2 separate regions of the Dromaius novaehollandiae genome follow, and region 1 is linked to region 2. A link is a contact called in public Hi-C data. All regions are on one chromosome and are shown on one strand. Each heading gives the region's core, a stretch centred on a gene start, on an enhancer-like site or on the middle of the called end of the contact. The rest is flanking DNA. Distances are from core to core; before and after follow the strand shown.

The links. Hi-C and Micro-C count contacts between places; a contact is called where the count stands out from the background.
Region 1: a Hi-C map of brain shows a contact between it and region 2, with 5 times the contacts expected there. The contact joins the promoter of EMX1 here to the promoter of LOC112996365 in region 2. A contact is called at or near these places in 2 of 4 Hi-C or Micro-C datasets (brain and liver).

The regions. Positions count from the first base shown.
Region 1 is chr4:86,478,795-86,483,449 of bDroNov1.hap1, reverse strand. EMX1 (empty spiracles homeobox 1) reads left to right here and starts at 1,665. Exons shown (of 3, transcript XM_064511670.1): 1 at 1,665-2,931. The coding sequence starts at 2,592. LOC135328331 (a long non-coding RNA gene) reads right to left here and starts at 2,731. Exons shown (of 2, transcript XR_010389173.1): 1 at 2,591-2,731.
Region 2 is chr4:86,306,659-86,311,088 of bDroNov1.hap1, reverse strand. It overlaps LOC112996365 (homeobox protein notochord-like), which reads left to right and starts at 1,321. Exons shown (of 3, transcript XM_064511774.1): 1 at 1,321-1,537; 2 at 2,457-2,641; 3 at 3,592-3,978. The coding sequence starts at 1,321. The coding sequence ends at 3,834.

The DNA of each region.
Region 1 (4,655 bases), core at 416-2,915, 170 kb before region 2:
CCCCCCCAGACCCCCCTGGCAGGGAGCAGCAGCCCCCGGGGCGGCCCTGCGTGCCCCCCAGCCAGCTGCCCCCCATGCAGCGCCGCGGCCGGTGCCGCTTTCGTTGAAAAGAAAATGTTTTTCTCCTCCACCCGGAGCCCTTTTCGGGCAGAGGCTGAAGTTTTCCTTGCAACCAGCCTCGTCCGCGGCCGGGGGGCTCCGCGCTTTATCCCCGCGGGAATTGCGCTGCCGCGGAGGGGGAAGGGGGCAGCGGGCTCTGCGCGGCCCCGGAGCGGCGGCAGCAAACTGCCGGCAGCGCGGCCGCGGGTGCGGGTTTCCCTCCCCGCCGGGAGCCGCGGAAAGCCCGGCCGCGGCCCTCGGGCTCCGCGGAGGGAGGCAGGGAGGGAGGGAGGCTGCGGAGCCCCGGGACGCGCCGCCGGCCCCGGCCCCGGCCCCGGCCCCGGCCCCGGCGGGCAGCGAGCCGCGACTGCGGCCGGCGAAAATCTCGGAGGGAGAGTGAGCGAAACGCTTTGTGCCCCGGCTCAAGCGGCATCGGGGAAAAAGCAAAAAAAAAGCAAAAAAAAAAAAAAAGCAAAAAAGCAAAAAAAAAGAAAAAGAAAAAGAAAAAAAGAAGAAAAAAGAAAAAACTGAAAGAAAGGGAAAAAAGGGAAAAAAAAGCTCTTTCCTCGGGCATTAGGAAGGGGAGATGCGCAGCAGACACCCGGCCCGGTGGGAATTACCTCTGCGAGCAGCCAGCGCCTGGGAGGATTTTTTCCCCCCCCCCGCAGCGGGTGTTAAAGCCCGGCGAGATCCGCGCGCAACGAAACGGGGGCCCCGCGCCTTCCCGCGGGCGGGCGCGCAGCGGCGCGCAAGGGGCGGCGGAGGCCGGAGCGCTGCCCCGGGCCCGGCGGGATCGCACGGAAAGCCGCAGCTGCCGCCCGGAAAAAAAATCAAATTAAATTAAATCAAATTAAATCGAATTAAATTAAATTAAATTACTCTTCTCCAAAATCGTCCGGACGCGGTACCCGCTCCCTGGCGCGGCGGCTGCTGCATCCGAGCCGGGCGCCGTCCCCGCATCGCCCGTCCTCGGGCTCCGCTCCCTTCCCTTCCCTTCCCTTCCTTTCCCTTCCCTTCCCTTCCCTTCCCTCTTCGGGTGCACCGTCCTCCCCGCCGAGTGCCCTCTCCACCAGCCCTCTTCTTTAATTGCATTTATATAGATATATATAAAAAATAAAATAAAATTATATATATAAAAAATATAGATTATTTTTCTCTCTTTCGCCTCCTCGGAGAGAGGGGGAAAACAAAATCGGTCCGGCAAGGCGCTTGCTCCGTTTCTACCCGCTCAATTCTGCATTTCTTTGAATTTACCCCCGCCGCCCCGCGCAGCCTCGCGGTGCCCCGTCCGTGGAGGCGCCGCGGCCGCGCAGGGCTCCGCGGGCGCAGGGAGGCGGCGAGCGGGGCCGGGCCGCGCCGGGCCGCGGTTTCGCTCCGCGCTGCAGCGCTGCCTCTGCGGCGGGAGGCCGCGGCCGCGGTGCCGCCCGGCGCATTTCGCTCCAGCCAAGTGGAAAATAGACTTTAAACCCGCTTTGTGCGGGAGGGGAGGGGAGGGCAGGGCCCCCTCCTCCGCGGCGGGGGGGGGGAACAAAACTCCGCCGAGCCGCCGGCGCCCGGCGAAGCAGCGGCAAACTGCGGCGCGAACTCGGGACGGGCCCGCGCGGGGGCTGCGCGCCCGCGCCCCGCCGCGCCCCTCACCGCGGCCTTTGGGCGCCGGCGGAAAACCAGCCCCAAACCGTGACTTTTTAAAAATTTCCCCCCCCCTCTCCTTTTTCCCTTTTTTTCCCCCCCTCCCCCCGGGTTTATCCGCGGCCCGCGGGCAGAGCGCGCTGTTGTCGGGGGGGGGGGGGGCGTCGCGTTGAGCGGCGCGCAGTTTGCGCCGCCGGGCCGCGGCCGCGGGAGGGGAGGGGAGGGGGGGGAGAGGGTCGGGCTTCACCTCCCTTCCCCTCCCACCCAAAGCCCGGCGGGTCCTGCGAGCAGCTGGGGAGTTACGAACCGCCGCGAAGGATAATTTTTTTTTTTTAAAGGAGGGGGGGGAAAAAATCACTTTTTCCCTTTTTTTCCTGTTTTTTAGGGAAAGAGCGAGCGGCTCCGCGGGGGACCTCTCCGCGGGCGCGCAGGGGCGGCGCAGCCGCGGCGCTCCGGCCGCCAACTTCGCGGCGCTTCTCCGGGCAGCGGCTCCAGTCCGGCTTTTCGGGCGCTCTCGCCGCGCCTCGGCCCCCCCCCCCCCCCCCCGCTCCCCCGGCGCCCCCCTGCGCGCCCCCCCGCGCCCTCCCCGCGCCCGCGGCAGGTGAGTCCGCCCATCGCGCCGGCCCGCGCCAGGTACCGGCTTTATTTGCGGCGCGGCGGCGGCGGCCCCGGGGGTGCGGGCAGCGCCGGGCACCGCGGCCGGCGGAGCGGGGGGCGCCCGGGGGGGGCCCGCGCGTGTGCGCGCGTCCGCGCTGCCCCGCGGAGGCCTCGTGCCCGCGCCCGCCGCGCGCGCGCCCGCGCAGGAACAGCCCCCCCCGCGCCCCCCCCCCGGCCCCCCCCCCCCCCCCCCGCCGGCGCGCACCATGTTCCAGCCGTCCGCGAAGCGCTGCTTCACCATCGAGTCGCTGGTGGCCAAGGACGCGCCGCTGAGCGCCGACGAGCCGCTGCGCCCCGCCGCGCTGCCCTACGCCGGCCCCGGCCCCGACGCCGCCGCCTTCGCCGCCGGCTTCGCGGGAGCCGCCGGGCGCTCGCTGTACGGCGGCGCCGAGCTCGTCTTCCCCGAGGCCGTGGGGCACCCGGCGCTGCCCGTGGGGCCGCCGCAGCTGCCGCCGCCGCCCGCCTTCTTCGGGCCGCAGCACCGCGACCCGCTCAACTTCTACCCCTGGGTGCTGCGCAACCGCTTCTTCGGGCACCGCTTCCAAGGTGAGCCGCCGTCGGGGCCCCGCGGAGCCGCCCCCCCCCCCCGCGCCCCCCCCGGCGGGTTGGACCTGTTGCCGCGGAGCCTCCGGGCGGCGGGGGCGGCCCGGGGGGTGCCGAGACCGCGGCGGCAGCGCACCCGCGCACACGGCCGCGGCTGCACCCGGGGGGCCTCTGCCCGCACGCCGGGACCGCGGTGCTTTTGCACGGCCGGGCAGTGACAGGGCGCATCTGCCCCCCCCCCCCCCCCCGGGCCCCGGTGCCTTTCGCAGCCCCGCGCCCGGCTCCCGACAACGAAATGCGCCGTCCGCGGGCGCGGAGAGCGCGGAGAGCGCGGCCGGGGGCCCCGCGCGGCCCTGCCGGCCGGGGGGGCGCGTCTGCCGGGGAGAGAGTTGGGGCTGTTGCTGCTCTGAAATGAAGGGAAAGATTTCGCTCGATCTCATCTCCAAAAGGCGCTTTCTTTCCCTTTCCTTTTTTCCCTTCTTTTCTTTTTTTCCTTCTTTCCTTTTTTCCTTCTTTCCTTTTTTCCTTCTTTCCTTTTTTCCTTCTTTCCTTTTTTCCTTCTTTCCTTTTTTCTTCTTTCCTTTTTTCTCTCTCCTTCTCTCTCCTCTCTTCTTTCTTTCCTTTCTTCTTCCTTCCTTTCTGTCTCCTTTATTCCTTATTTCCCTTATTCCTTCTATTCCTTTCTCTTTTTACTTGTCTGTCTCTCTTTCTCTCTCTCCTTCTCTCGTTCGTTCTCTCTTCCTCGTTCTCTTCCCTCCTTCCTCCCTTCCTCCGTTTTCCTCCCTTCCCCTTCCCTCTTTCCTGCCGCCCGCGGTTCTCCGCGCTCCTTACGCGTCGGCGCTGCGACCCCGCCGCGGCTCCCGCTGCCCCCGGCCCCGCTCCGCTCCGCTCCCGGCCCCGCTCCGCTGCCCGCGCTGCCCCCGGCCCGGCCCGACCGGCTCTGGCTGCGCTGCCGCTGCTGCCGCCGGCCCCGAGGCTTCTTCCGTGTGTCTGGGCTCGTTCGTTCCTTCCTTCGTTCCCTCTTTCCTTCTCTATTTCTTTCTCTTTCTCTCTCTTTTTCTCTTTCTCTCTTTCTTTCTCTTTCTCTTTTTCTCTTTCTCTTTTTCTCTTTCTCTTTTTCTTTCTCTCTCTTTCTCTCTCTTTCTCTCTCTTTCTCTCTCTTTCTCTCTCTTTCTCTCTCTTTCTCTTTCTTTCTCTTTCTTTCTTTCTTTTCTCTTTCTCTTTTCTCTTTCTTTTTTCTCTTTCTCTTTTCTCTTTCTCTTTTCTCTCTCTTTCTCTCTTTTCCCTTTCTCTTTCTCTTTCTTTCTCTTTCTTTCTCTTTCTCTTTCTCTTTCTTTCTCTTTCTTTCTCTTTCTTTCTCTTTCCTCTCCTTTGCTCTCCTTCCTCGGGTTTTTCTCTTTCTCAGTTTTCTTTTGCTCTTTCTCTTTCTCAGCTTTTCCTCTCCATGTTTCTTGCTTTCTCTTGCTTTCTTCTCTTTCGTTCTCTCTTTCTCCCTCTTTTACCTTCTTCTGTCTCTCTCTCTCTCCCTCTCTCTTTCTCTCTCTTTCTTTCTCTGTTCATTCTTTCCTTCTCTTCCTTTCACCTTGCCTTGCCTTCCCGTGTCAGGCCACACCGTGGGAACGCAGGGGACGGGACGGGACGGGACGGGACGGGACGGGAAGGCAGGAGCCGCGGGGACCGGGACGGGGCACAGGGGGACGGGGGCAGCGAGCCCCCCCGCTGCCGGC
Region 2 (4,430 bases), core at 72-2,571:
ATGGGGGACAGCCCCACGCTGAGGGCAGGGGACACGGTGACAACCCCACACCAAGGGCAGGGGACACAGTGACCACCCCACGCTGAGGGCAGCGGCACACATGGGGGACAACCCCGTGGTGAAGGCAGAGGACATGTTGGGGGACAACCCCACACTGAGGTCAGGGGACATGCTGACCACCCCATGCTGAGGGCAAGGGGACCCATTGGGGGACAGCCCCACATGAAGGTCAGGGGACCCATTGGGGGACAGCCCCACACCAAGGGCAGGGGACACGGTGATGACCCCATGCTGAGGGCAGGGGACACATTGGGGGCAGCCCCATGCCGAAGGCAGGGGACATGGCAATGACCCCACACCAAGGGCAGTGGGCCCATTGGGGGGCAGCCCCACACCAAAGGCAGGTGACATGGTGATGACCCCACACCAAGGTCAGGGGACACATTGGGGGGCAGCCCCACACCAAGGGCAGGGGACATGTTGGGGTCAGCCCCACGCCAAGGGCAGGGGACACACTGGGGGGCAGCCCCATGCCGAGGGCAGGGGACATGGTGATGACCCCACACCAAGGTCAGGGGACCCGTTGGGGGCAGCCCCACACCAAGGGCAGGGGACATGTTGGGGTCAGCGCCACGCCAAGGGCAGGGGACACATTGGGGGGCAGCCCCATGCTGAGGGCAGGGGACATGGTGACAACCCCACAGCAAGGGCAGGGGACCCGTTGGGGGGCAGCCCCACACCAAGGGCAGGGGACACATTGGGGACAACCGCAATGCCGAGGGGGGGCAGCCCCATGCCGAGGGCAGGGGACACGGTGATGACCCCACACCAGGGGCAGGGGACCCATTGGGGGGCAGCCCCACACCAAGGGCAGGGGACACATTGGGGACAACCGCAATGCCGAGGGGGGGCAGCCCCATGCCGAGGGCAGGGGACACGGTGATGACCCCACACCAGAGGCAGGGGACCCATTGGGGGGCAGCCCCATGCCAGGGGCAGGGGACACGGTGATGACCCCACACCAGGGGCAGGGGACCCATTGGGGGGCAGCCCCACACCAAGGGCAGGGGACACATTGGGGACAACCGCAATGCCGAGGGGGGGCAGCCCCATGCCGAGGGCAGGGGACACGGTGATGACCCCACACCAGGGGCAGGGGACATGCTGGGGGCAGCCCCAGGCCGAGCGCAGGGTCCCGCGGGCGCGGGGCCGGGCCGCGCCGCCGCTCCCCGCCCCTCGGGGCAGAGGGGCCCGGCGGGACCCTCCCCGCGGCGGGCTATAAAGGCGGGCGGCGGCGCCCCCCGCGCAGCTCCCGCCGCCATGCCGGCCCCGGGGCCGCCGCCGCCGCCCGGCCAGGCCTTCACCATCGCGGCGCTGCTGGGCCGCGCCTCGCCGCCGCCTCCCGCCGCCCCGCCGCGCTGGGGGGCGCCCGCCGCCGCCCCGCCGCCGCCGCCACCACCCCCGGCCCCGGCCCCGCCGCCGCTCTGCGCCGCCTGCTGCGGGCCGCCCGCCTGGCCCGCCCGCCTCGGCGCCACCGGTACGGCCCGGCCCGGCCCTGCCCTGCCCTGCCGCGGGGGCGCGAAATGGCGGAGCCTCCTCGGGGGGGACCTGCTGCTGCCTCCTGAGGGGGGACCGGCTGTGGGGACCGGCTGTGGGGACCCTCCTGAGGGGGGACCGGCTGTGGGGACCTTCTTGAGGGGAGACCCTGCTGCTGCCTCCTGAGGGGGGACCGGCTGTGGGGACCCTCCTCAGGAGACCTGCTGTGGGGGGGGACCCTCCTGAGGAGACCTTCTGTGGGGTGGGACCCTCCTGAGGAGACCTGCTGTGGGGACCTTCTTGAGGGGAGACCCTCCTGCTGCCTCCTGAGGGGGGACCGGCTGTGGGGACCCTCCTGAGGAGACCTGCTGTGGGGACCTTCTTGAGGGGAGACCCTCCTGAGGAGACCTGCTGTGGGGGGGGACCCTCCTGAGGAGACCCTCTGTGGGGACCTTCTTGAGGGGAGACCCTCCTGCTGCCTCCTGAGGGGGGATCAGCTGTGGGGACCCTCCTGAGGAGACCTGCTGTGGGGACCTGCCATGGGGACCCTCCTGAGGGGACCTGCCATGGGGGACCCTCCAGCTGCCTCCCCTGAGAGGGGACCTTCCATGGGGACCCTCCTCGGGGACCCTCTTGCTGCCTCCCCTGCGATGGGACCCTCTATGAGGACCCTCCTCAGGGACCTTCCTGCTGCATCCCCTGCCATGGGGACCCTCCATGGGGACCTGCCACAGGGACCCCTCCAAATGGAGCCCTCTCTAAAGAGGGTCTTCCCATCACCCCCCCACCCCATAGAGGGGACCCCCCCCAGGAGCTCTCCAAAGTGGAGGACCCCACCCTTCTGGACCCTTCTGTAGGGGACCCCCCCCCCCCCGAGGTGCCTCTCTGTCCCTCTTGACTCACCCCGCTCTCTTCTCCAGGCTACCTGCTGTCCAAGTGCTGCTTCCCCATCTTCAAGGCCAAGGCGGGCAAAGCCAAGCGGGTGCGGACCATCTTCACCAGCGAGCAGCTGGCCCGGCTGGAGAAGGAGTTTGCCCGGCAGCAGTACATGGTGGGCGCGGAGCGGTGCCTGCTCGCCGCGGCCCTCCACCTCACCGAGGAGCAGGTAAGGCCCCGCCGCTCTCCTGCCGTCTCCCGCCACCCCAAGGGTCCCTCCTTTTTGCGGGGGGTTCCTGATCCTGAGTATGCAATGGGAATTCTCCCCTTGTTTGGGGAGAAAAGTCCAAAGCGAGAACCTGGGATGGGGTCTGGAGCTGCGTAGCTGCTCCATCACTCCTGGCCACCAAGTTCTGCCCTGGGGCTGGGTTTTCCCTCCTCTGGGACTGGAGGGAGGGCAAGGTGTTGCTCCACGGAAATTTGGCTGTGTCCTTGGACGGTGACATGTCCTGGGAGGTGGGAAGCTCTCCCGGAGGGGTTACTTGCAGCTTCTTATCACATCAGTATTCTCAGTGCAGGGCTGGGCTCCTGTTTCAAGGTGTGCTCAGAAAATGGGCTTTTCCTCTAAAATGTAATTATAATCCCTCTGTAATTGTGATTCCTCTCAATCCTCTACATTTTCCTCTAAATCATATCTAAATACTTTAAATAAAAATGCTCACAGCTGGGGAAACAGTCTGAGAAGTGGCAATGCCAGGGCTGCATGGAGGGGTTGAACTTGGGTCCTGAGCTAATGCAGGATCTTCTCTGCTGCTGACAGCCACCAGATCAAAGCGGGTTCAGCCCCTGGATTTAACTGTACAGTTTTTCATCCCCCTGGTGCTACACAATACTGAAACTTCACCTGACCGCTGAAGGCAAAGAACCAAAAAACCTGAAATTGAGCCAGGGTTTAATTTCAGCTGGAGCAGGATTGAGCCCCTGAATTAGGGATGTGTGTGGGAGGGGCTGGAGCATGGCAGGGGATATCTGTCCTCCTGATCAGCCAGGGGAACATCTCTGAGGCTGAGTGTAATTCAGGAGTTTTGTAGTGTCTGGCCTTAGCCTGAGCTGAGGTTTAGCAGATCATAGCCCTGTGGAGAAGCTGGGTTTAAAAGCCAAGCTTTGCCTCTTCCTCAGGTGAAAGTCTGGTTCCAAAACCGGAGGATCAAGTGGAGAAAACAAAGCCTGGAACAGCAACAAGCCAAACTGGCCAAAATGGGCTTGGCTACCCCGCAGAGGAGCCCGGACTCGCAGAGCCACCATGGTGAGGAAGACGGGGACTTCCCGGCAGAGGACAGTCGGGAAGACACCACACCGTCCCCTTGCTCAGAGACAGCGACCGCACAGCCCCCTGGACAGACTGTTGCAACGAGCTGCTGAACTGCTTCTTCGGGCCACATTTCCCACGTGTATTATATTAATGTATCATAGCTGGCAATGAGTGTATCTAATATATACAGGGCAGCAATTATTTTTGCAGTGCGAAAATAAATTATTTATGCAACTCTTTGTTTAGAGAGACTTCAGAGCAAATGTGGTTGTTCCTGCTTGGCTTGCCTGCCCTGGTTCTTCTGTGAGCCATGAAGTAAAGTAGCTCTTGATGCTTCCCTGAGCATTTAGCAGCTTGAAACTGCAAGCTGAAGGCTCCCTCCTCCCTATCTGTGTATTAAGCCACCCTACCACCTTTTCCCTCCACAAGGAATCTGGAATTTAGCTGTAAATGTCACTCTCAAGTAATTCACTTACGTGATTTCACCCCCCACACGCACTTAACTGGTTTAACTTTGTCCAGCTCTTCTCCAAATAACACTCGTGATGGCTTTAGGCAGTTTAAAATAGACATTCCCCCATCCAGCCAGCTGCCTGGGTTCTCGGTGCCTAGGACTAATCTCCTCAGACTGGGAAGATAATAAAACAGGGGACAAACATAGGGGTTGGGACTTTTTTCCCCGTTTCTAACGCTTGCTCCAAAGCTG